Regions from separate parts of the Mus musculus genome. Here all the other regions are linked to region 1. A link is a contact called in public Hi-C, HiChIP or PLAC-seq and Micro-C data. All regions are on one chromosome and are shown on one strand. Each heading gives the region's core, a stretch centred on a gene start, on an enhancer-like site or on the middle of the called end of the contact. The rest is flanking DNA. Distances are from core to core; before and after follow the strand shown.

What was found. A called contact is a pair of places that touch in the nucleus more often than the background predicts. HiChIP or PLAC-seq counts read pairs in DNA pulled down with a chosen protein or histone mark.
Region 2: a contact with region 1 is called in an HNF4G HiChIP or PLAC-seq map of pancreatic cancer cells. The contact joins two enhancer-like sites. A contact is called at or near these places in 1 of 484 Hi-C or Micro-C datasets (natural killer cells) and 3 of 115 datasets of contacts at active chromatin or transcription factors (the SCID.adh cell line, embryonic stem cells and pancreatic cancer cells).
Region 3: a contact with region 1 is called in a Micro-C map of muscle stem cells, with 2.8 times the contacts expected there. The contact joins two enhancer-like sites. A contact is called at or near these places in 5 of 484 Hi-C or Micro-C datasets (the C2C12 cell line, the HL-1 cell line, liver and 2 more) and 3 of 115 datasets of contacts at active chromatin or transcription factors (the HPC-7 cell line, embryonic stem cells and pancreatic cancer cells).
Region 4: a Hi-C map of muscle stem cells shows a contact between it and region 1, with 2.9 times the contacts expected there. The contact joins the promoter of 2310015A16Rik here to the enhancer-like site in region 1. A contact is called at or near these places in 9 of 484 Hi-C or Micro-C datasets (the C2C12 cell line, the HL-1 cell line, the N1E-115 cell line and 5 more), 2 of 115 datasets of contacts at active chromatin or transcription factors (the HPC-7 cell line and embryonic stem cells) and 1 of 9 other capture datasets (embryonic stem cells).

Annotation. Positions count from the first base shown.
Region 1 is chr17:31,789,538-31,792,373 of GRCm38.p6, reverse strand. No RefSeq gene overlaps it. Among named protein-coding and RNA genes, the nearest start is that of Gm41563, 34 kb to the left of the region's middle. Within about 2 kb of position 1,538, at least 185 of the 459 cell types and tissues checked have an H3K27ac peak or open chromatin away from gene starts, as enhancers often do. A contact at or near this core is called in the C2C12 cell line, the HL-1 cell line, the HPC-7 cell line and 6 more, where this site is marked.
Region 2 is chr17:31,872,806-31,875,505 of GRCm38.p6, reverse strand. No RefSeq gene overlaps it. Among named protein-coding and RNA genes, the nearest start is that of Gm30509, 3.1 kb to the right of the region's middle. Within about 2 kb of position 1,290, at least 67 of the 459 cell types and tissues checked have an H3K27ac peak or open chromatin away from gene starts, as enhancers often do. A contact at or near this core is called in pancreatic cancer cells, where this site is marked.
Region 3 is chr17:31,891,492-31,894,259 of GRCm38.p6, reverse strand. No RefSeq gene overlaps it. Among named protein-coding and RNA genes, the nearest start is that of Gm41566, 5.1 kb to the left of the region's middle. Within about 2 kb of position 1,264, at least 82 of the 459 cell types and tissues checked have an H3K27ac peak or open chromatin away from gene starts, as enhancers often do. A contact at or near this core is called in the C2C12 cell line, the HL-1 cell line, muscle stem cells and 1 more, where this site is marked.
Region 4 is chr17:31,911,113-31,913,881 of GRCm38.p6, reverse strand. It overlaps 2310015A16Rik (a long non-coding RNA gene), which reads left to right and starts at 1,438. Exons shown (of 3, transcript XR_876746.3): 1 at 1,438-1,528. It overlaps Gm30571 (a long non-coding RNA gene), which reads right to left and starts at 1,417. Exons shown (of 2, transcript XR_385538.3): 1 at 1,227-1,417; 2 at 79-1,147.

The sequences.
Region 1 (2,836 bases), core at 289-2,788:
TGAGAAGTTTCCAGGATCCAGGGTCTTCCGGGACAGAGCGTATTTGCTGGGGCTGGAGGCACTGAGCAACTCCCTCCTATCCCCCCTGCTGGCCTCTCTGACCCACACAAAGATTGTGGGGCTGGCATTTGTTCTGCCCCTGAGGCAGAGAGGCCCACCCTTATAGAGGGGTCATGCTCTTTAAGCTCCCGAGTGGTGCATCTCTCCACCCTTCTGGTTGTGTGGCTCAAGGAACCACGCAGGCACGGGGTTTCCTCGGTACAGCACAGGGTTCCATTCCAGCTGTCAGCTAACTGTTCTCTCTGTGGCTGGAACGCATCCTCCTCTCACAAAGCTTGTCCACTACGCAGCCTCACCCTGCTCTGCTTGCGTATCCACCTGACCCATCATAGAAAAGACATCTTAAAGATCATGTCAGTATCCTTAGCCTTGTTAGGTCTGCCCACCCGGACCTGGCCCAACCTAGAGTAGCTATCCCACTGTAGCCATCTGCCCTGTGGCTTTTGAGCTTCTGCGCATGCGCTGCTCGTGCAGGTCGCCATGAAGAGACGACTTTGGGCCTGACACGCAGTGTGCACGCTCACGAACAAATGCTTGCATATGAATGTACCAGTGTGTGAGAGTAGGCTCATTATGTGCCTGCGTGGGTGTGCACGCTGTGAACCTATATGTGCGTGTATATCTATAGAAACCGTGAACATCTATGTGCGATGTCCGCATGTACCATACAGGCGCATGTGCCTCTTGAGTGGATCTCATGGGTGTATATGTGTCTGTGTGAACACGTATGAATGAAAGTCCTCCCGTTTAAGGAAGAATGGTGTGCTCTGGTAGGCTGGGAGAATTTCTAGGCCGCATGTCGCTCTGCTTAGGGTGACCAGGGCTTCCACCCCTGACCCCATTCAGTGGTGCCTAGAGAGTGCCTGATGTCTTCACAATCATCCACCCTCGTGAACTCATTCAACACATTTCTCCTAGATTTCAGCAGATGCTCACGCAGCTATAGGCACATGAATGGAGAGTCTTCTGATGGGGATGGCAGCACCTCAGAGGCCAAGGAAGGCAGGCCACTGAAGCTCTGCTGAGTGCACTCTTCCTTCCTTACTGCCCATGGGCCACCCTCACTCCCTTCTGGGTTTGTGTATCCACCTGGCCTTCTTTCCTTCCAAGTACCCAGTGGACAAAGCTAAAAGACCCCTGTGGCACTAGAAAGAGGGCAAGGGGCAGTAGGGGGCTAGCAGGCAGGACATATAGCTCCTAGGACAGCTGTCTGTCCTTGACCTTCAGAGCACCATATGCCACGTTGGCCACCCTTTAAAGAGCAGCTGATTGTCTCAAATGCTGCCCTGCTCTGGAACCTGCACGCCCTCCCTCCGTGGACCGCAGGCTGCCAGCTGAGTGGCGGGTGGCAGCTGCCCTGAGCTGGAAGCTTTTGATTTGCGTCAGTGCCTAGCTGGCCAGGAGGGGCCTGCACGGCGGGTGCTTGGCAGCTGCAGAGAGTCACAATGACATCACGGCTCTCAGGAACCCAGGCAAGCATCCCAAGAGAGACAGACAGCATGGTCAACAGAGCCACATGCTGCTGAGCCCTCACCCCTCTCCCCACGGTGCAGGGCTTTGAAGGCAGTTTCCATGATGCGCACACCGCGGAGGTCAAGCTCCCAGAGGCGGAGCGGAAGTGGATTATCCCTCCCACATTGGGCTCCCTTTGGCTCCCAGAGCAGCCGGCTTGTCACTCTGTGTCTACCGGGTCATGGAGAACTCCTGCTAATTGAGGCCCTCGGTAGGAGCCCTCACCACGCCTGCAAACCTGCAATTTCACAGAGATAAAAGCGTCCTCAAAGAGCCCCCAGTGTGAGCACTGGGAGACAGAGGGGTCAGAAAGAGGGGGCACTGTCTACTCTTTCCTGGTGTGTCACAGAGGCTGTGCCGTAGCCTAGCCTCTTCCTGGGTGGAAAGAGATGGGCAGTCAGTAGTAGGGGTGTGTAAACCTACATGTGTCCCTCCACAACCCCGATCCTCCCCACCCCTCCTCCCGTGTGCCCTCTCATTTTTACTGATGCCTCCTGCTCTGGGCAGGAGCAGTTGTGAATCACTTCAAAGACTGGGTGGTTTATCCTTACAAAGAATTTCTGGGAAGGCGCCGGCAGCCTGCTCTCTCTCTCTCTCTCTCTCTCTCTCTCTCTCTCTCACTCACACACACACACACACACACACACACACACAGAGAGAGAGGGAGAGAGAGAGAGAGAGAGAGCAAGCAAGCGAGCAAGCGGTTGTCACCATGGTCACCCAGCCCATCCCCCTCCTGTCAGCAAAATGCTCCAACTTGTGGCAGTAATTACCCCTGGTGGAGCTGCCCATATCCCTTCTGCTAGTGTCTACAAGGTCGTTCATGCTCCTTAGCCAAAACACCCTCTTTCTGTTCCCATGGCCTCTGTACCCCTCATTGAGTCCTGGGTTGAGAATAAGGTATGTGTGTGTGGGGGGGTGCAGTTGTGATTGCAATGGACTTGTGGTCAGACACTAGTTGCCCTGCTGGCTTAGCAGACTGAGGGATTGGGCATCGCCTGTGAAGGTGACCTGGGCTCTTTACATCTTGGTGAAGGCTTCTTAGTGCTCTGTGATCCGAGTCATTTTCCCCCTTACTCCCCAAGGGAGGTCCTTACCAGCTTCTCTCCCTGGAATCCAAGAATCCGGGAAAAGAAGGTTTCCAGAGACTCCAAACCAGCCAGGTTGAAGGGGCGTAGGCCCACAGGAAAGCAGTTAAAGGGCCCCACCTTGAGAGTTAAGATCTTGTGCTCAGGATCCGTCAGCCTAGGGGACAGGAAGCTGG
Region 2 (2,700 bases), core at 41-2,540, 83 kb before region 1:
TTTTCCCAGCATGCTCTGCCTGGCTGGGCCGAAAGACAGACAGATAGTGCTATGACTAGAGATAAGGGGATACCCAACACTGGGCTTCCTCTCAAGGCCTCTCTGGAGGCAGAGAATTACTTTCAGCAACCGGGGATGGCTTCATCACCAATCTGAATTCTAGCACATTCCGTAGCTCTAGCACAGATAAAGCAGCCATTAATTCTAGCTGACATCATTTCCAGCTTCAGATGGGATCAATGGGCTCAGCCCTGGGAAAGGAAGAGACAGACAGTATTTGAGAGTGGTAGTGCTAAGTCCTTGAAAAGGGCCTTGCGTGGACAAAGGGGCTGACTGGAGCTTCGTTTCTGCCTCCCTTGCCCACACCACCCATCTGGTCTCTGGGTCATCCCTTCTTGGTAAACTTCTGCTGTCTGGATGAGCCAACGAGGCAGAGGAGAGGCCAGTGCTCGTCCCAGTATGGCTCTGACTTTGGGGTCAAAACAGGCCAGACACCAGGAGACCCATGTGGCCCTGTAACCCTCACCTTGCCCTGAGCTTTGCCTGTGCTGTCCACACAGAACTTGGCTTAGTGCAGGGCCCCCAAAGGGCAGGTCTGAGCCTGGACACGGGGTAAAGGAAGATGGTTTTGGAATCCATCCCAGGGATCCAGTCGATCCCCGACAGGCATGTGGAGACAGACGGACAGATGGACACGGGGTAAAGGAAGATGGTTTTGGAGTCCATCCCAGGGATCTAGTCGATCCCCGACAGGCATGTGGAGATAGACGGACAGAGAAGCTTCGAGAACAGCTGACTGCTATGTGCCACAGCGTCTGCACTCCGGGGCCCCAGGGAGGAATTGGTAGAGCTCTGTTTTACAGCCCTACAGTGATGGCAGGCAGACATGACCAGCTCCTAGTCCTGCTGGCTGGCCATTGTTCTTGGGGTCTTAGACTGGCTGAGTGCAGACTGCCATCAAGCAGGGACATATGGGCACAGAGCAAATAAAACCATCTTCTTTTACCTCATTAGCAACACCTGTGCCCCTTTGTGTGGCTCTGGGTCTGTCCAAGTTAATAAACTGCCCAGGGCTGATGGGGTAGGAGAAGGCGGGCCACAAAGGATAGGGCAGTCTGGAAGCGGAGAAAGAACTTCTCTGATGGATGTGTGTGTGTCACCATCCCTTGGCCAAAACAGTACCTAAAGTGTCCTGCTTTGCCATGCGGACTGGTCACTAAGAGGGACTTTTGGCCTAGTTGCCTGGAGCTCTCCCTCCGCTTGTGTCCAGGGGGCGGGGCTCTCTGCTGCTGCCACTTTCCTGGATCTTATTTTGCTGTGGAGTTTAGTACACAGTGCTGACCCTCGCCCTCCCTGCTGCTTTGTCACATCCAACATGATGATCTCACCCTTTCCTGTTCGTTTCCAATTAGTCTGATTCATCCTGACCTCTCCACGGGTCACCCCAGCAATTGGGTGCTCTCTCGAGGCTCCAGGCTAAATAAAAGAAACATTCTTACCCTCATTTGGTACATTATATGCGTAAGTGTCTATACGTGAGTGGGGTTGGGTGTTTTGCAAGTCTAGATATACACACGGCAACACACACGTTCACGGCCACTGACATAGAAACACAAAGCACACAAACAGTCCTGCGTATGTACAAACATACCCGTATGTACACAGATTCATGGGTGCACACAGAAATGCAAACATGGAAACAGGCACAGAGGCTCCTCTGTGTACTATCCATTAGACAGTGGCCTTGTAAGCCAACTAGGCTGCAGTCCAGGTACCAAAGCTAGCAGCAAACATAGTACCATGGTGTGGGCTGACGTCCTCGGAGACCCCCAGGAAGCACCTGGTTGTCCCTAGCCTTACACGGGGCTTTCTCGAACCGAGGATCCAAGGCTTCCCCATAAAAGGAGTCTTGCAGAGTTGATGATGCCTGCCACATCCTGTCCAACACTGACTTCTACAACAGACAGGGTGCTGGGAACAGGGGACCCTCTTGAACTGGTGAAGGTACTTGCTGGGAGACTCATGGTGACTGAGTGTACCACGCTCATTCTATAGGTGACTTGGCTCCTCAGTGTCCCAGCCCCCAACCTCACACTAACCAATGACTTCAAACTGAGTCTCTCTCTCTCTCTCTCCCATTACTCCTTCAAAGTGTTTGTGGTTTGGTGGCTTTAGTGTGGCATGTCTTGTTCGGGGCCCCTCCCCTACAGGGCATAGGAAGGCCAGCATCTGTTTCAGTCCTGTGTGGGTAGAGAGCAGTAGAGGGCATCAGCCCAGAGATCTGAGGAACTACAGATAAAAAGAGAGAGAGGACAGACAGCTAGACCCTGAGGCTACCCACTGCTAGCGTTCCCCAAACGAACACATTCCAAGTGTCTGTGCCTTGCCTCATTCACCTAGTAGTGTGTGACTCTGCATGGGACTCACAAGAGAAGCCACACTGTCCCAGTCTCCCTCAGAGGTGACACTGGAACCCACCCCTGAGAGAGCAGGTTGCTCACCTTCGAGAAGGAGCTCCTTGAAGCCTCCTTCCACCTGCTTCTGGCTCCCTGTGTTTCTGTGTGAGCCAGGGGTGCGGTGTGAAGCTGTGCCCACAGGGCACACTATCGTAGAGGCCCTCGGTTACTAGCATTTGGGAGATTCCCTGGTTACGTTTCTTTCCCCTCCCCTCCCTCCCTCTCTCTTCATTCCTTCCTTATA
Region 3 (2,768 bases), core at 15-2,514, 100 kb before region 1:
TCTTCCTTCTCTCTTCCTTCCTTTTCTTTCTTTCTTTCTTTCTTTCTTTCTTTCTTTCTTTCTTTCTTTCTTTCTTTCTTTCTTCCTTCCTTCCTTCCTTCCTTCCTTCCTTTCTTTCTTTCTTTTTTGTTTTTTTACATTCTGTCTCTAGTTTCCCCCCTCCGCCCAGTCCCCCCCCCCCAGTCTCTCTCCTGCTCCCAACAATGCACTCCTCCTCCCTCTCTGGAAAAGGGTAGGCCTCCCTTGGATATTGATCAACCCTGGCATATCAAGTGCCTAGTCTTAACTGAAACTTAGGTTTTGTTTCTTTGTATTTTAATGGCCGACATAGGATTCCGTTCTGCCTACTGCAAGAGGTGTCCCTGCTGCTGGAGAGCAACAGAAGAAGTCACAGAGGCTAGTTTTTACCAGGGTGGGGGTAGGGTGGCTTCTAGGGTTACATGCCACTCCTGTGTCCCCTGTCACTAAGAAATTTTCAAATGGCTGGTTGGGAGGACATCAAAGCATAACCTGAGGGCAGGGCCTCGGTGGGTTCTCAGCTGGCCCTTCACCAGCAACAGGCCAGGCCTGTCTACAAGGGACAACAAGCAGGTTCATTTCACTGAGTCCAAGAGGACCATAAACCTTGCTGGGGAGGAGCATGCCTGTGGCATCCTTCCCTCCAGTGGTCCAGGAGGAAGTGTGGCCGATGTCCTGAGATGCCCCTGAGTTTCTTCCTCTCGATACTTAGAAAAGCACCAGCTCCCCACTGACTTGGCTCATGGGGGACCTGACTGCTTGTTTCCTATAAAGTCCATTCTTTTCAATGCTGTCTGAGAGAAGCCAGTGAAATGAATTATGAGAGAAATGGATTTAGGGATGTGTGCATGTTGTGTTTGTGTTTCTGTCTGTCTGTCTGTCTAGAAAAATGAGTTACTAAGAAAGACGAGGCTTGAGCGTGCAATGGAGGCCGTTACCCCAGTTATCAAGGGGAGCAGCTCATCACTGTTCACTCACGCTGTAGGCACCTCTGACTCCCGACATGTCTGCAGGACATAGTGTCACCACCATGGACAGGTCACAGCCTTTGCCACCTAGGGCAGGAGCTCTGGTGGGCAGATGTAGTGGATGCCTCACCTCAACCATAGATCTCCTGGCCTTAGCCAGCTGGCAGTCCCCTGTGGTGGCATCCACTAAGAATGCCAGCGCCACAGCATGATGGGAGGGCTGGCCGGGGAGCCTTAGTCATCAGCGCGCTAGTGAATCATGTTCTGGCACCTCCAGGCTAAGTGGTGATCTGTCAAGGCAGCTGGAGACAGGCCCCAGCTGGCAGGCTGCCCCAGGCACAGCCTGGAGTCAGGGAGGCGAGGAGGCCCCAGGGGTGCCTCCGGATAAGGCCAAGAGATGGTCAGGTTTCAGGGTCGTCCTGAGAGCCCAGAGCGCTGTTGTTAATCCAGACTCTGATGAGAGAAAGCGTCCCACATCTGCAGGGCACACAGGACAGGACTCCGAAAGCTGCCCACACCCCACAGAGCTGTTTAAAGGGGAAAAAGTCCTTGTCCTTGGCCTGATGTTGAGTCTCCTCTTCTAACCCCCCCTCCTCCTCCCTCTCCTCCTCCCTCCTCCATCTCCTCTTCCTTTCTCCTCCTCCTTCTCCTCCTCCTCTTTCTTCTCTTCCTTCCTCTCCTCTTCCCTCTCCTCCTCTCTCTTCCCCCTCCTCCCTCTCTTCCTCCCTCTCCTCCTCCCTCCTCCATCTCCTCTTCCTTCCTCCTCCTCCTTCTCCTCCTCCTCTTTCTTCTCTTCCTTCCTCTCCTCTTCTCTCTCCTCCTCACTCTCCTTCTCCCTCTCCTTCTCCCCCCCCTCCCCCCCCACTCTTCCTATTTTCTTTTTGTTTCATTGGAAAATGAAAGACTATATTTTCTTAGAGCAGTTTTAGTTTTACAGAAAAATTGACAAAAGTACAAAAAAGACTCACATGACCCCTCCAGCTCCCTCCCCATGGGGACTCCCTATGATGCTGTCTTGTATTGGAAGGGGACACAGGCACATGGATGAGTTGGATATTCTAGGCATTTAGAGAAATGTAGAGCTGTGAGTGTCCCAGGTGACAGTGTCTGCAGAGTCCCCGCTCCTCCTGGCTCAGCTTTCTTCCTCTCTCCACTCATGTCTCCTCACCACCCACCCCTGCCCTGCATCCCAGACAACCACTGACAGTTTACTGTCTGCCTGATCTGCCTTTTCCAGATGGCCTGTGGTTACAATCTCATAGTGTACAGCCTGCCTGGCTCTTTTCAAATGACAGTGTGCGGAATCCTAAAGACATTCGGGGTGTGTCAGCATCTCTGCTTCTCTGGAGTTTTATTCTCTAGAGCGGGAGTGTATACAGCCAGTCTTGTTTTCTCTTTGGCTTCCTTGACTCCATCTGAGAGCCCAAGGCTGGGCCACTGTGACTCCTGAGACTGCAAGGAGACAAAGGAGACTGCCTCAGAAAGCTGTTTAGATAGGCAAGGAAAGGGAGCAAGGCTCCAGCCCTCAGCTCCTCCAGGCTCTCAGTTCCTCTATCTAGGCTGTGTTGTGTTAGTGAGCTCACAAATGTGTGCAATGCACATGTGCCAACTGAGTGTGTTGTTAGGAGTGTTTCAAATGTGAGTAAGGATGTGTCTTAGGTGCACATATACATCCGTGCACACATATGGGTGCGCGCGCGCGCGCACACACACACACACACACACACACACACACACACACACACACAGAGTCCATGTGTTTGTGGTGGGATAGAGGTTTCC
Region 4 (2,769 bases), core at 189-2,688, 120 kb before region 1:
ATTGCTGAGGTTGTCTGGCCTAGTTCCGGGTTCTGTGAGAGAGCCTGTCTCAAAGGAACAAGGCAGAGAGTGACAGAGTAGAATGCCCAAGGGCTTCCTCTGGTCTCTTCAAACACATAGGCTGGAACACATAAGTGTGTGCACGAACCACACACATGTAACCCCCCCCCCCCAAGAAAGAAGGTTAAAAATCAATTCCTGAAGACAAAGTGAGAGCAGGTGTGCCTGGGTCCTCAGCTCCTCTGACGCTTGGCCCAGGCATCCCTCAGAAAGGTTCCCAGTTCTGTCAGGCAGCATGCCCTGGAAATCCAGCCGGATGGAGGCACAGTGATGGGGACCGTGCAGATCTCCTGAGCAAGATCTGAGGCTGGCTTGAGTCCAACCTCTGCCTGTGATTGGTTGGGCCAGCAGCAGCCAGGCCTGCTTTTGTTATAGAGCCACTAGGCTTAGTTGGCCACACCAGGCTGCAAAGTCTGACCTAGGCACCCCTCCGGAGGCCTCCTTAGGTCAAATTTAATTTGAACCAATCTAGTCCAGAGGCAGATCACCACCAATCTATCTGTCTGGGGAGATGATATTTTAAATTTGGATCATTAAGGACTTCTGTAACTTCGGGAGAATGTCAACACACATCACTTGAGCCCCAGGGATACCTCAAGCCAGGCAGCCAGGCAGGAAGGCTTAAAAATACGCGTGGGAATGAGCAAGGGGCAGCAAACACCGGAGCTTCAGAACCCGTGTGAGGTGACGCAGCTCAGCTTCCTGGGCTAATTACATCTGTGGGTGTTTCTGCCGGTCCAGGCTGTTCCAGATGCTGGAAGAGTTCAGAAGAGCTGCTCGCCGGCAGTGATCACGGTAGAAAGGATTTAGTGAAAATCAAGGCAATCACCAGCCCAGGCAGCTGTGTGTCCCTTAGTTCTGTATAAGGCGTCACCCAAGCGACAGAAAGATAAAGGGACGTGCCAAACAGCCCCACTGCACGTTGCCCAACATATTACCCATCCATTAATCTTGTCTCCTCTGGGCCCCATGGCACGAGGTAGGGATCTTGTCTCTCTCTATTGAAGGGAGAGCAGGCTGCAGTCAAGATGAGGAATCTTCCTTGTGGACAGGATGCTGTCGGGGCTTCTCTCAGGTCTTTGCTACTCTGCGGGGTTGGGGACAATGACATCTCTACTATAGCGAAGGGTGTAGCCGAGCCCGGTACTGACCCTCTGTCAGCTTACCAGCACAGTGCTCACAGATGTAGTCCTGAAAGGCCCAGCCCACAGAGGGAGGGTTGGGCCATGGCGCTGAGGCTCCAGGGCAGAGATGCCAGCTGCGGGCAATGGCGTCAGACAGCTCTGCCTGCACAAACAGAGACCCACCGGGGTTCCGAGACGGAATGTTCCCGCCGCGGCCAGGATGCTGGGTGCGGCTGCCCTGCTCAGCTGCTTTTTTTGTTTATTTATTTGTTTAAGTTTTTCTTCTTTGAGTACAGACTTGACACGGAGGGAAGGGTGTTCTCAGGCTGCCAGCCACGGCCTAGGTAAACGCTTCAGAGCCTACCTGCCCTTCTGCCTGAATTTGTTTTGGAGAATCACTCGCTTGTCGTGTGTGTGTGTGTGTGTGTGTGTGTGTGTGTGTGTGTGTGTGTGTGTAAGCAAGCGTGCATGCACGCACACGAGCTCAGCATGTAGTAGCCAGAGGCTGATGCCGAGGGTGTCGTCTTCCTTGATGGCTTTTCCACATTGTTTTGCACAGGGTCTGCAGCTAGACCTTCAGCCTGCTGCTCTGGCAGCCAGGCCCGGTTCTGTAAATGTTGGGGATCCGAACTCAGGGCCGCATACTTGTGCGGCAATTGTCTGACTCACGGAGCGGTCTCCTCAGCCCTCGGTTCTGTTAAGTGACTTTACTGGCTACAGCTAATCCCTGTTCCTGCCCGGGCCCCTGGCAACCACCAATGTTGTTTCCTTAGACTGGCCTGCTCTGATATTCAGGGACAGTGGCCTCCACGCATGGTTCCTCCCATGGAGTGGTATATCCTGGGGACTTGACGGACCTGTACAGGAGGCGTTGCTTCATTCCTGTGTGACTGGTATCACCACTGTTTGAATGAACCAATGGTGTTTCTCCATTCAGCAGGCAATGCTCACTTGGATGCTCCTGCTTTCTGGTCATTGTGAATGAAGCTGTTGCATCTTTCCTTTGCTTCCTTCCTTCCTTCCTTCCTTCCTTCCTTCCTTTGCTTGCTTCCTTTCTTTTTATTTATTTATTTATTTTTTGATCTTTGGTTTTTAAGACAGGGTCTCTGTGTAACAGTTCTGGCTGTCCTGAGATTTACTGACTAGACCAGGCTGGCCTCCAACTCACATGGATCTGCCTGACTCTGCCTCCTGTGTGCTGGGACTAAAGGCGTGGCCGCCACGCCCAACTCTAGGCCATTTTTGAGCTTCTCTTTAAGCAGGCATGCTTTCCTTCCTCTTAGGTAGATGCTGGGAACGGATGACTTTAAGTGAAAGTATATTTCGGGAGGTACACCAGGTGTGCCCAGGGTACAAGATTTAAAAGGGCCAGGTGTGGTGGCGCACACTTTTAATCCGAGCACTTGGGAGGCAGAGGCAGGCGGATCTCTGTGAGTTTCAGACCAACCTGGGCTACAGAGTGAGTTCCAGACCTGAAAAGCAAGATAGTGTCTAAAATAAACAAATAAACAAACAAACAAATAAATAAATACAACAGCAATAACAATCCCCACTCCCTCCACACACACAACAAGGCAAAAACTAT